4 separate regions of the Mus musculus genome follow, and all the other regions are linked to region 4. The links are chromatin contacts, called in public HiChIP or PLAC-seq and promoter capture Hi-C maps. All regions are on one chromosome and are shown on one strand. Each heading gives the region's core, a stretch centred on a gene start, on an enhancer-like site or on the middle of the called end of the contact. The rest is flanking DNA. Distances are from core to core; before and after follow the strand shown.

Region 1 (3,140 bases), core at 233-2,732, 140 kb before region 4:
TGGTTCTTACAAGATGAGGTCTGCTCCAGGGTACAGCTTCACACACAAGGATAATTGCCCTTATCTGAGACATGATCTATCCTTTACACTCTGCTCTTCCAGGGATTCAAGGTGACTGCTGGTTCAGGACAATGACTTACCTCTGCCTTCAGCTTGAAAGGGGATGAGATGGGACAAGTAGACACACTCAACTGATTGACACGGTTATGGAGTCAAGCAGGAATTTGATCCAAACAAAGGCAACAAACAAAGATAAAATGAAGGCACAGACACACCCAGACTGCTGTGGGGGGCTTAAATGAGTCAGCGCTTTTAAAAAAATTATTATTATTTTAATATAAATGTAGGTTTTTAAGTGCCTGTTAAAACAGATGCTGAGAATTTTTTTTTTCAGCAGGCCATCGGCTTGGGTTCTAGAGAAAGTTGTTAGTTGTAGTCAGTGTAGACAGGGATCATTTGCAGAAAAATGAAGAAGGGACCAGTCTAGTGAGAGTACTTGAATTCTTAGAGGAAGCTATTCACACTTAGTGGAAACTCATGTCATTCTCACTCAGCATGTCCAGGACAATGTAATGGAAATGAGGCATTTGAGTACTGCAAGTACTGGGTTTGGGGGTGTTGTTTGGATCAATGTCTCTTTAGATATTTCTGGCTAGTCAAAAACTCACTATATAGCTGAGGCTGGCCTCAAACACCTGAGCGCTGGGGTGGTAATGATGTGGCCAGATGTTTCCAAGCCAGAATGCAGAACACATTGCCTCTAATACCCTGGCACCCTGGCATGAGGACTAGGTTATTTATTTAGTTTTTTTGAGACAGGGTTTCTAGCCCTGGCACTCACTCTGTAGACCAGGCTGGCCTCGAACTCAGAAACCCATCCACCTCTGCCTCGCAAGTGCTGGGATTAAAGGCATGAGCCATCACTGCCCGGTGAGGACTAGGTTAATTATTTGTGATTAAGGCTATCTTGAATTCTGCAATGCAAGTGATTACCATAATTAACACTCTATAATGGATTGACCAGAAAAAGCCAAGTCATAGGTGAGCATGGAAGAAAATCACTTGCCTATGAGAATTCACCTTTTCTTTAGCTTCAGCTGTGTTCTTCCCTCACAGAAAAGGGTGTACACATTTGTACACATTTTTTAAAAATTATTTTTATTTTTGACAATTGCATGCAAGTCCAGAACGTATGGTGTTCACATCCACCCCCATTAGCCTCCTTTTCTACTAGTCCCCACGCTCTCCTCCCTACGCCTTTCTCTCTCTCTCTCTCCTTCCCGCGCCTTTTTAAACTTGCACATATTTGAATCTCTTAAAGCATTTCGCGGAGTGCAGGACTCAAATTCAGAAAATGCTCTTGATTTTGAGAATCCTTACGCTTACACCCCACACTCAATGACTGAATTTCCAGGCTGCTGTTCCCCTTCCAGGAGCACAGTGGCGCAACAGAAATACCGCGCGGTAGGAGGAGCCGCTGCCGCTCTTCTTGGGGGTGGGGAGCGCTCCCAGAATGCACCTTGTATCAACACGGCGGCGGCGGCGGCGGCGGCGGCTTCCAGGAGGGTGAGGACGTCTGGCGGAGCGGCGTACAGTTCGAGCAGTATCCCGCCAGTCGGTGTTGTGGGGCGACTGCGACCATGGCGGAGTCGACGCCTACTCGGGTAAGGTGCTCCGGCCGGCTCGGGAGGGCCTTGGGGGAGACAGCGCCCTGCCCGGGGCGGGGCTTGAGGCGCTCGGTCGCAGGCTTGGTTTCCTCCGCGGCCGTTGGCGCCGGCGGATGCTGACTTCCCTCCCGGTACCCTCGCCCTCCGCCCGCCCGCCCGCTCGCTTGCTCCCTGGGTCCTTCTGCGTCAGGCTCAGAGCCCGGATGCTCTGCGTCTTTCCGCAGAAACTTCTGCGAGGCTTTTTGAATTGTTTGTGACTGCGCCCACATATTTTCCTGCTTCGTGCCAACTAGGGACTCGTTTTCTGAGTTGGAGTGAAGGCGCGGGATAAAACCCTGGGTTTGGGTTGTTGCCTTTGAGCTCAGCTACGGAAGACCCCAGGACTTAGGGCTTCTCTCCGACCAGTGGGGCTCTGCTCCGGTTGCCATGTTCTGCCATAGCTATCTGTACTGAGTTTGCAGCCACAGGTTGAAGCCTTCTCTCCTTGGGGACTGGTGTATTTGCTGTTTTTGTTTGTTTGCTTGCTTGTTTTTTGTTTTGTTTTGTTTTTACAAAACTGTGGGTGCGCATTGTTATCCGCTTACCGCCTCTTCCAGCTGTCTCTCTTTTCAGAGAATGTGAAGACACTGAAAATTGGTTTGAGGAATATCTTCCGTAACTCAGCGTTCATCTATCTATATATTCAGTGCATGGTCTTCGGAAGGCAGTCTATGCTCACTTCTCTAGGCCTTTGTCTCCTTAACTTGAATTGAGAATGTTGAGTTCCTTGTAAGCATTTTTACGTTTTTTTTTTTCTGGCTCCAGTCTCCTCATACTGTGTCACAGTAGAGGTTAACATAGGAAAATAGGATAGATGGACCTGAACTGGCTTTTCACTGTTGAGACAGAGCCTCACAGGCTGTCCTTAAGCTGATGACAATCTTCCCGACTCAGCCTCCCCAGTGCTAAGTTTACAGGTGTAAGTCATTCTGCTGGGGTTTGTTTGGTAGTGGTTGTGCTTTGAGGCAAACTCTCATGTGCCCCAGCCTAGCCTATCTGAGAATGACTGTAAACTCCTACCTCTGACTCCCAACTTGCAGATATTACAGGCATAAGTATTTTTCTTGTCTTTTTGTTTTGTTTAGTTTTTGTTTTTTAATCTTTCAAAATAAGGTCTTACTTTGTGCCCTGGCTGCCTGGAACCAGTTAGGTAGACCAGGCTGGCTCTGAACTTGGAGCAATCCTACTTGTGCATCCAGGTGTAAATAAGAGACCAGGAGTTAAACAGACCCCCTGCAGGGTAAGCAGATAGGGAGAGAGGCCTTGGCTAGGCAGACAGATTTCCAAGATGGACATTATCTTCCTGATGCTCCTGACTTGAGGCAAGACTGGCAGCTTAAAGCAAAGGCTTTTTAGTCTTTTGTCTCCCACCAGCAGGTCCCCTGCTGATGGACTAGCTCTACAAGTTCATGGCCTATTGCACAACAACTATGA
Region 2 (3,096 bases), core at 138-2,637, 250 kb before region 4:
AAAACTGACCACTGTCTCACAACCGTGTAGTTTTTAACACGTTCTTAAAGCATACACCAAACTACACTGGTTCTCAAACTTTCATGTGTCCCCCACAAAGCCTATTCTGCTTTGAAAAGTGAAAAATTTGCTTAAAATGAAGACTCTGCCCTCTTTCTGTTTCAATGTATTTTGGGTCTCTATAAGAAATGAGCCCTCAGTCAGTTTGGACAAAAGTGCCAAGATATACTCATAGGTAGGACGGATAGTTGGCCCCTTTCAGCAGTCTCTTCATTTCTACTCTTTCCTACCTGGGCAAAGACTCATAAATCAATGATCCACAGGAATCTTACTCAACCTAGGAGTATAAAGTTCACATTCCCCCTCCACACTAAACTTTAAAAATGGGGTTTGTTTATATTAGACTAAACCTAGTAGGCAACAAGTTAGTGGTTAGAAGGGAAAGGTGTCGATCAGACCCGTTCTCTAGGAACAACGTTAACTAGTACTTCCTATTTTCAAAGTTTTTATGTTTTCGGTAGAGGATTTCGAAGAAAGGGTGCGGGCATAACGTCTATGAGTTACACATACTGTTCCTACTAGAATACATGCACCACCAGCCTCGACTTTCAAAACACAGTGCAGCGACTGGCAAAAAAAGGCGCTGAATAAAATGCTTGTATACGGCAGCTCCAGTTTCCATAAAAGACGAAAACAAAGCCTGAGTTATTTCTACTTCTTGATATAGATGCCCAGTATCTGCGACTGCCTCTTCCAGGTCCTACTAGCGGCCATCCCGCCTCCGTTTTCTAAAACCGGTTTTGGAAACGAGAGTATTCTCCAGAAAATTTTACTCAACAAAGGGGCAAATCTCAGTAGTGAGGGTAAAGAGACGAGCTGCGAACCAGGCACTCGGCACGTCCCTCCGTGTCCTAGTCTCAGGTAGGAACTAAAGAGGCCCACACCCCTAGATTCGGCCCTACACTGAAACTCCATTAAGTTCGTTGCTACCGGGTCACTAATTCCGCAGGGGTGTGAGCGAAGCACCCTGTCAGGCCCCAGCAAGGTTTGCAACCCACGCGAGCTGCTCCTCCGACCCGCCCTCCCGCTCACCTTCGTGTGCATCTCCGGCGCTCGCAGCAGCCAGCAGCTGTGTCAGCGCCAAGAGCAGGACCAACAGCCAAGCTTTCCGGAGCTTCATGATTGGGTGCAGAGCTGGGCCTGCAGACACCGGCCACCGCAGAGCACTCGCCGACCTCCCGAGCGACGCCGGAGCGCACCAAAGCCTCCAGGAAGTTCAGGCCGGTGATTGGTTGGAGGTAAGGAAGCCGCGGCCCGTCCAATCCCCGCACGAATCAGGGCGAGAGCCGTGGCGCCCCGCCTACACCGCCCCGCCCCGCTGCCTGAGCCCTCCGCGCGGGCGCGCCCCTCAGCTCCGCGTTTAAAACTCCGAGCCCTAGTGTGAGGTGCCCCCTTCTGATTGGCTGTGCCGCGACCACCAATCACGGGCTGCCACTCGGTTTGCTTGGAGCGCCCAGGTCCGGAAAGAGTGCGGGGGAGAACAAAGGCAACCAGCCCTGCACAGGGAGGCGGGGCTTGAGCACTCCGAGGGGAGGGATTGGTTGGGAGGTCAGCTCCCTTTGGCCAAGCTTGGCAGGAAGAACACGTGTAAGAAACTCAAGGAAATGGTGGGGTGCATGTGTAGGCTCGTCCGTCTGAGGCTGTCCTTGTGCAGGAAACTAAAGAGGACAGAACTTTTGGGAAAAAGTGAGATCAGAGATCCCGCCTCTGTTCCCCTGTTCTTTGGCTTCTTGTTTTTTCTGTTGAGCATATAAAAGTTTGAGTTTCTTTCCTAGATACTAGGTTCGGAGAGGTATATGAAATAGATTAGTTGTTTCAGAGCTGGGTGGGCTGACTCCAGGTCTGTGGAGGCAGAGACCCATGACTTTTAGTGATATCCTGTCGCAAAAAAAAAAAAAAAAGAAAGAAAGGAAAGAAAGAAAGAAAGAAAGAAAAGAAAAATTACAACTTGGACTCCATGACTAAGTCTATAAGTCAGAGTCTTGTCTGAACGTTGCCTTGTATTATGATTTTTCTGAAGAGAGAGAGAGAGATAACCAATCTAGTGATTTAGATCTAGAAATAACCGTGAGTGTTTTGGAAAAGAAACTAGGTTTGCATGTCAGAAAAGAAAGCTGTACTGGCATTAGGGTTAGCACCTGTGGATTAACATATGATATGACGTAGAAGACAAATGAGGCTAAATAAATAAATCTTAGAGAGTCCTGCAATATTTTCTGATGTATACAGGAGGAGAAAATGAGCTGTATTTATCACTACTCCCCTGGGTTGTCATTTTAGCACTATTAGGCTAGGTTCCTAGGCCAATTTGAATATGTGTTTTCCTTTACTCCTGCAGATCTCTCTCTAGAGAAGTAGTCCATTGGGATTGTCTATCTACTAGTGTATCTGTGACAATTCCTGCATGCATGTCCACAGCCAGAAGTTCAGATTATATGTTTTGAAAACTAAATTAAGACTAGACAGGCACACAACCTACATGCTCTGGATTCATGAGGTTTATGATTGATTCTATCTAGGTTAAACCACAAGAGATTACTGCAGTCTCTTGTGTTTTCTGTAGAACTCAGTGATGGTTCTACCTTTTTTATTATTCTGATATAATTCTTTTCTGTAGTTTCAACTACTTTGGAGTCTAAAGCAGATCATTTTAGCCCAGAAATTCAAAGCTAAACTGGACAAGAGAGTAATGCCTCGTCTCAAAACAAACAAAACCAGATACACACAAACCTATGACCTCTCCTCCAACATAAAACAAAAATAGCTCCATTTCTTTTAACTTTTATTATTTTATCTGTAAGAGTGTTTATGTGTATATACATGCCTGATGTATTCAGAGGTCAGAAGAGGGCATCAGATTTTCTGGAGCTAAAAAGTGGGTGCTCTAGACTCTCACGTGTGTTTGTTTTGTTTGTTGTTTGTTTTTTGGGGTCTTGTTTGGTTTTATGTTTGTTTGATTTTGCTTTTTGGTTTTGTTATTGGTGGTAGTGGTGGTGGTTATTTGGTTTTGATTTTCTTTTTTTTTTTTTTTCTTTT
Region 3 (3,253 bases), core at 261-2,760, 190 kb before region 4:
GTTTTTTTTGTTTTTTGTTTTTTGGTTTTTTTGTTCATACAATACTGTGAACTAGACCCCCAGCCTAAGCCTAATCTCTGCTACACAGTAAAAGTGTGAATGGCTGTGTGAAAGTCTACCTGCGAGGAAACTGGATTAGACACACTGTGTTGTTGTCTTTCTGTGTAAAAAGGAACATTGATATGACTCACTACATACTTAAGGAGGGACATAGTAATCATTTTATCCTGAGGACATAGCTTAAACACTTGGGACTAACTTAGTCCTCTGTTTCTCATTTCTAGAAAAGAGAATATAGAGTTGATATCCCATAGGTCAGAAAATGTCTTCTCAGATGTGGGTTGCCAGTAGAAAAGCATTTGCCTGGAGCTTCCCAGGCTGGGCTTACTCGGTTCCTCTACTAATAGTGGACGTGATGTTTACAGTGAGATATATGCACTTGCATGCATGCACAACTTGTAACCAGGAAACGGAAAAAAAATCACTGACTTCTGGAGCATAACCTTCATAGAGGATAATATGAGTCTATGAAATACTCATTCATATATCCTGGAAGCATACCTAATAAAGCACTCGATAACTGTCCTTCTGAAGATAGCCCCTCTGGCACCCCACCCTTCCCCGTAGCTTCATATTGTTCTCAAGTTTAAGTGTAGTAGAACTCATGGCTTCCACCAGGTCTGACTTTCCACAAGGTGATAAGCCTTAGAGAGCTCAGTCCAGACAAGATAAGGACTGGCCATTTAGGAAGACAAAGTGGACAATATGCTACAGATAACCTACAGGGATTTATCTTTGATGGGTAATTACTTTTTTTTTTTTTTAGACTGGCCTGGAACTAATTATGGAGACCAGGCTGGCCCTAAACTCCACCTACCTCTACCTCTCAAGTGCTAGGAATAAAAAGTGTGCACACCACATCTAGCAAAAGTATCTGGGAGCCTACTATGTGCCAGGCATTAGTTCCTAATTTTTCAACATTAAAATAAGACAAACATAACACCCCACCCTATTTATATAGAACATAGGAGGTTCAGAGACAGTAAATGTTAAAAAAAAAAAAAATCACAGCCAGTGGCAATGTTGCAATTTAAACCGAAGAAGAGTATGCAAACCACAAAAAAACCAACCAACCAACAACAACAACAAAAAAAAAACCAAACAAACAAAAAAACCCCACCTTATGCCTAAGCAAAAGCTGACACATAGTAGGTGTTCAGAAAATATTTGGGTAAAATTTTTACAAGGGTGAGGCACCATTTTCTCCTGGGATGTCCAATGCATTCCTAGAAGTAACAGAAAGCAAGCCCCACTGTCCAGGCCGCAGCTTGGGACGTGAAGATCGACCACCCCAGCCAGACCTAGAGGCCGGCGGTCGCCGTCAGATTTCTTTGGGGGAGGCGGTGGCCCCCAGCCTGGAGTGGCCCCCGTCCAGCCCTGCAGGCGGGCAGGAGCTCCGAGGCCATTGGCTGGCGCGCCGGCTGCGAAGGGCGGGGAGCGCCACCGAAGGGGACTGTTTGCTCCTACGGGCTGTAGATGGAGCTGTCCGGCCCCGGCAAGGGGGAAGGCGCCTGGAAAACGTTCTTCTTCTCCCTGGCCGGCCCGAGCGGGGAACAGCACTCCCAGGATGCAGTTTGTGTCAACACGGCCGCAGCCTCAGCAGCTGGGCATCCAGGGTTTGGGGCTGGACAGCGGGAGCTGGAGCTGGGCCCAGGCTCTGCCCCCGGAGGAGGTCTGCCACCAGGAGCCGGCGCTACGCGCGGAAATGGCCGAGGGAATGCCGCCCATGCAGGTGGGTGCAGCGCCCGCGGGCGCCATGGCCGCGCCGCTGCCGTGGGGGCGGGGCGGGGCCGGGCCTCGGGGAGCCTCGCGGCTGCCGGGGCCCCGGGCGAACGGCGGAGCGGGCCTGGTGCAGGCCCGGAGCGCCAGGCCCTGCCGCGCTGCCACGGTGCCGCTGTCCGGGCCGGTGCGGCCGGGACCCGGGGCCCGCAGGATGCGGAAGCCGGGGCTGTGTTGCCCGGGACCTAGCGCGGTAGTGGCCGCTTCACTGAGCAGGGACTCGGGTTCCTCTTGGCGTCCGACCCGCCTGGGTTTGCGGCAGGCCTATTCCCGGCCCACAGAGGGAACAGTTTAACCATGTTTACACTGTAGCCAGTTTAATAAAAGGGTTTAAAGCTGTTTTATTGCTGTCTTTTTCCGACTATAAAGAGCAGCCCACTTTTCCTCTGTAGAACGGATGAGCCAGGGAAGGGACTGGGAGGGGACTTTGTCATCTTGGGTTGGCAAACTTGCCTGCATATTGGAATCGCCAGAGCAGCCTAAGACAACTGACTACGCCCAAACCGCATCCCCGAGCGTTGTCTTGGGGTCCTGGGGGTGAGAGAGAAGGCTCCAGTTGTTTCTTTAGGCTCCGTAGGAGATCTCAGGGTGCCTAGGACTTAGCTGGCACGGCCTTGGGTATACAGCACAAGGAGAAGGGTTAACGTGGTTTAACATCATTGTCTCAGAAGGGAGACTGAGTTACCTGAAGACTGGACTCTGAAGAAGCCACCCCTGTGTTCCCATTTGATTCTCAGTCAGGACTTAAGACTTGACAAGTCAATATGAAGACCTTTGGTTGTTTTTGAGCAAAATGACCAACTGTAGGTCTTCAAACCTGCGGAAATGCAACCAGCCTCAGACTTCCTACACTTCCATTGTCAGTCTTATCCCCTTCTCTGAACAAGGCCCCGGTGAAGCCTCCATAAGCCCAGTGGATGGCACTGACAGCCATCCAGCCACCAGGACCCAGCAGGGGCTGGCATTCCTAGGGTCCTGTTGTTCTCACTCCCATGTCAGAGAGGAATTCTCAGATGCTGTGGGGTAGTCTTCTGGCTATCACAGCTTCTCAGAGTTTGAGGAAAATAGTTCATGTGATTGTCAAAAGCCAGTCAGTCCGGCTCACTTCAAAGCAATAGGATTCCACTTTTCCCAACTGGAGGGCCCCTTCACCAGAAGCAGAGAGAACCAAGAGAGAAAGGGACATATCTTCTGGTCTGTGTTGTCATCCCGCACACCCTGACCAACCTCCACTTTTCTTTCTCTGTTGTAGAGCTCAGCACACAGCCTATATCTAGTAGAAGAGAAAGAGGCAGGCTCTGGGCCATGGGGAACCCCCTCATCAGGAAGCAGGGAAGGGAGCCACGAGGTTTTTGTTGTAGCCCTCACAGGGGTAAAGAATGTCCCTCTTCCTGTTAAAAAGTGCTATTGTCTA
Region 4 (3,170 bases), core at 578-3,077:
AGGAGTTCTGTGACTTGATGGCCTGATCCATGGGTGTGGCACAAATCTTTTCAGAGGGTAAGATCTCAAAACCTTTCCTTCCCTAAACCATTGTTCCAGGAGAACTGGTTATCAGCTGCGGCTCTTCCCAGCTCCTACAATACAGTACTCATGGAGAGAGGCTGTGTCCCCTCTGAGCCCTTTATTTCCTATTCTCTAAGAAGAACTGCCTGTCTGCCTGCTTTCCAAAGTCATGGTTAATGGTGGGATGAGATGTGAGGTGGAACCAGTGAAGCCATTTTGAAAATGAACATACTACACAACGGGCAGCCAACAGAAGCATCTGTGGGTAATGGAGATAGCCCAAGATGGGAGGCCCTGGCTTCCTGTGACTTCAGATCTAACACTACTACAGCTCCATATGATTCTTCTTAGCCAGGCCAAGGAGTCACTACTATAGTGGAGTTACCACCTTGGACAGGTACCACAGATGGCTCAAAACAGGAAAAAGTCAGGCCTTGGCTTAAAGGGTCTTTTCAGAAGGTAAGGGCTGCTTCTAGTAGGGTTCTTACTGCTGAGTGTAAGCCCCAACATGCCTGGACAGACCTGGAACTCAACCTCCCATAGGGCTGTGTGGTCCATGGCTGGGAGTGCCCTTCTCCCACTGACCATCTTTCTAACACTGGTAAGACACGGTGAACATACACCTCTGAAAGCCACACCTCAAAATCTAACTGGTTGTTGCTACTGTTTTCCAGCTTTTTCCTCAAGAATTAAAGAGAAAAAACAAAAAATGGGTAATTAAATTACTTAAGATCCTATACGGTGTTGAGTTTCACAGTTGGAATTCTACTTTAAGGTGGAGGCTGCATCGATAGTCTTTTCCAGTGATCAGTTCAGCAACATGGAAATTTGGTTCTCTGCCAAGTCTCCCTTTTTGCTTCTGAGCTTTCAGGCCATCCTGCTATCTGCACTCAGGACTGTACATTCGTGGCCTGCAAGGGCCACAGGAGGATTGGGGTCCTTACAGGTCTCCACCACCATCACTGGGTCCCAGAACACTTAGGCCACAAGTCCAGTCAGTCACAAGGTCTGTGGAGGCCATGGGTCCTTTGGCTGCGGGGCTCTTGAAAGGGTCGGGAGGAGCCGGCAGTGGTGGGAGTGGCTGACCGTGTGCGGGCGCCTTGGCCACTGCAGGGTGGTTGCGCTGGTGCTTGCGGAGGTGGTCCTTGCGGATGAAGCTCTTCCCACACACTGTGCAGGTGAATGGCCGCACGCCCGTGTGCGTTCGGTAGTGGTCGATGAGCTTGGAACGCTCTGTGAAGCGCTTCTCGCACTCGGTGCAGGGGAAGGGCCTCTCACCAGTGTGTAGCATGCGGTGGCGGATGAGGTGTGCAGGGCGTGTGAAGCAGCGACCACACTCCCCACACCTCAGAGCGCTGCTGTCCCGTGCACTGCTCCCACCTCCGCTGCTGCCTCCTCCTCCGCCGCTGCCACCACCTCCGCCTCCAGTAGTGGTGGAAGCTGCCCCCGTGGCCGCCCCATCGGACAGTCCGCAGCTGCGCTGGTGGGCACTCAGGCTCACCTGCAGCTGGAAGCTCTTTCCGCAGGTGGCACAGGTGAAGGGCCGGCCTCCGGGTGGTGCCGCCGGGTGCTTCTTCAGCCCCGGTTTGTGGCCGAAGCCTTTTGTCCGGCCAGGGTATTTGCAGGGATCATTGAAGGGTCTTGGGGCCTGGCTGGGGTCCAAGATGGCCTCTCCGTTGTCTGGAGATGAGAAAGGGAGCCCCTCGGGCACCGTCCTCGGGTTCAGGCCCACTGGAGGTTTACACCGGAAATTCCAGCCCCACCTGACTCCGCCAAAGAGCCAATCCCCGGCAGGAGCCTCCTCCTGTGCTATGGCAGGACTGAGCTCACCAATGTCCCTCTCTGGCCGAGTGGGCTCCCGCAGGCCTAGCACTGGGTCCTGGCTGGGGAAGGAACTGCCTTGACTTTCCCAGGCTCCTTCCTGGACAGGGCTAGGGAAGAATCTTGTGGCTTGGCCTGGTGCAAACAAAGTCCCATGAGCCTCCAGGTCCGTGGGATGAACAGGTGTGGCCACCACCTCCTCTTCCTGGACTTCTGTTTTGATAACAATTTTTACATCTGCTGAGAAAAGACAGAGAGTAGGGCAGAGATCATTCTGGACACTTTTAAAGGACAAAATGGGTCAGACACCTTCATCTGGAAACTCGGCAATTACTCAGCCCTATGGAGCACCACATTGGGACCTCACTACCGTTCTAAAATGCGCACCCCACTCTGGGTGAGGCTAGCCAAAAGCTTCATCTGGCCTGGTGACTTCACAGTAAAAGTAGCCCTCAAATTTGGCCCCCAGATTCTGTTTTTTCTTTCTTTGGCCATTAAAGTAAATTACAAATTTATTCTAAAAAAGATTTTGAGAATGGTCGTCGTGTACTAAAAATAGGGCCTGCACTCTGAGGTGTCTGGGACTCTGTACAGCTTTCAGGCACATTCTTAGCCACAGCTTCACTGTGAATGCCCAACTTCATGGGGCTGCAAGATTAGCCAGGACGACACATGGAAAGGTCCCTGGGCATACCATCTGGTACACAGTACTGCAGTTATTCTGATGACCAAAATGTTAACGAACAAGTAGAACTGTTTGACTTTATAGAAATGTATTGAATTTCAACCTCAAGGCCCCATAACAGGACTCTCAGTGTTTTAGCATATTTTGAGGTGGGGGGTGGCAAGAAGATGACAGAAATTTTTTATTAAGGTAACAGAATACTGGCCTTCAAACAAAAGAACACGAATACAAGAATGTGAACGTTGTTCTTCCCAACTCTGGCTTCTGCTGTCTTTGGCAGTACTGGTATCTAGAAGTGGCTTTAGCTCTGTTTGTATGCAACTGTGCCTGGAAGCCACAGGTTGCCTGGGGGATGGGGAAGGCCTATCTTCTAAGACTTCTGCTTATCTGAATAGACTGGCTAACTGAGGAAAGAACTATAGGGAGAATCTCTTTTAAGCCAATACCTGTCAATAAAAAAGCCTATGGCCAATAAGGTGAGGCAGGAAATAGGAGGTGGGACACTGGCAGGAAGAGAGAGGATTCTGGGAAATAGAGAGGGAAGCGGGATATTCGACCGGAACTCAGAGGACGTGGAGGTAAACCAGCCATATAGCTGAAC

Evidence for each region. Promoter capture Hi-C pulls out the DNA fragments that hold promoters and counts their contacts. HiChIP or PLAC-seq counts read pairs in DNA pulled down with a chosen protein or histone mark.
Region 1: a promoter capture Hi-C map of embryonic stem cells shows a contact between it and region 4. The contact joins the promoter of Zfp212 here to the enhancer-like site in region 4. A contact is called at or near these places in 7 of 39 promoter capture datasets (the C10 cell line, cranial neural crest, embryonic stem cells and 3 more), 4 of 484 Hi-C or Micro-C datasets (LSK cells, embryonic stem cells, extraembryonic endoderm stem cells and 1 more), 3 of 115 datasets of contacts at active chromatin or transcription factors (embryonic stem cells, epiblast stem cells and extraembryonic endoderm stem cells) and 3 of 9 other capture datasets (adipose tissue, liver and pancreatic islet).
Region 2: a contact with region 4 is called in an H3K27ac HiChIP or PLAC-seq map of embryonic stem cells, with 4 times the contacts expected there. The contact joins the promoter of Pdia4 here to the enhancer-like site in region 4. A contact is called at or near these places in 13 of 39 promoter capture datasets (the C10 cell line, the HPC-7 cell line, the SN4741 cell line and 9 more), 6 of 115 datasets of contacts at active chromatin or transcription factors (the SCID.adh cell line, embryonic stem cells, large pre-B cells and 2 more) and 1 of 9 other capture datasets (liver).
Region 3: a contact with region 4 is called in an H3K27ac HiChIP or PLAC-seq map of embryonic stem cells, with 4 times the contacts expected there. The contact joins the promoter of Zfp282 here to the enhancer-like site in region 4. A contact is called at or near these places in 1 of 39 promoter capture datasets (embryonic stem cells), 3 of 484 Hi-C or Micro-C datasets (brown adipocytes, nephron progenitors and pancreatic cancer cells), 8 of 115 datasets of contacts at active chromatin or transcription factors (bone marrow-derived macrophages, effector CD8 T cells, embryonic stem cells and 3 more) and 3 of 9 other capture datasets (adipose tissue, liver and pancreatic islet).

What each region holds. Positions count from the first base shown.
Region 1 is chr6:47,919,086-47,922,225 of GRCm38.p6, forward strand. Zfp212 (Zinc finger protein 212) reads left to right here and starts at 1,483. Exons shown (of 5, transcript NM_145576.2): 1 at 1,483-1,664. The coding sequence starts at 1,641.
Region 2 is chr6:47,812,125-47,815,220 of GRCm38.p6, forward strand. It overlaps Pdia4 (protein disulfide isomerase associated 4), which reads right to left and starts at 1,388. Exons shown (of 10, transcript NM_009787.2): 1 at 1,093-1,388. The coding sequence starts at 1,180.
Region 3 is chr6:47,876,045-47,879,297 of GRCm38.p6, forward strand. It overlaps Zfp282 (zinc finger protein 282), which reads left to right and starts at 1,511. Exons shown (of 8, transcript NM_146175.3): 1 at 1,511-1,792. The coding sequence starts at 1,628.
Region 4 is chr6:48,062,829-48,065,998 of GRCm38.p6, forward strand. It overlaps Zfp746 (zinc finger protein 746), which reads right to left. Exons shown (of 7, transcript NM_001163475.1): 7 at 1-2,124. The coding sequence ends at 1,004. Among named protein-coding and RNA genes, the nearest start is that of Zfp777, 16 kb to the left of the region's middle. Within about 2 kb of position 1,828, at least 33 of the 459 cell types and tissues checked have an H3K27ac peak or open chromatin away from gene starts, as enhancers often do. A contact at or near this core is called in embryonic stem cells, where this site is marked.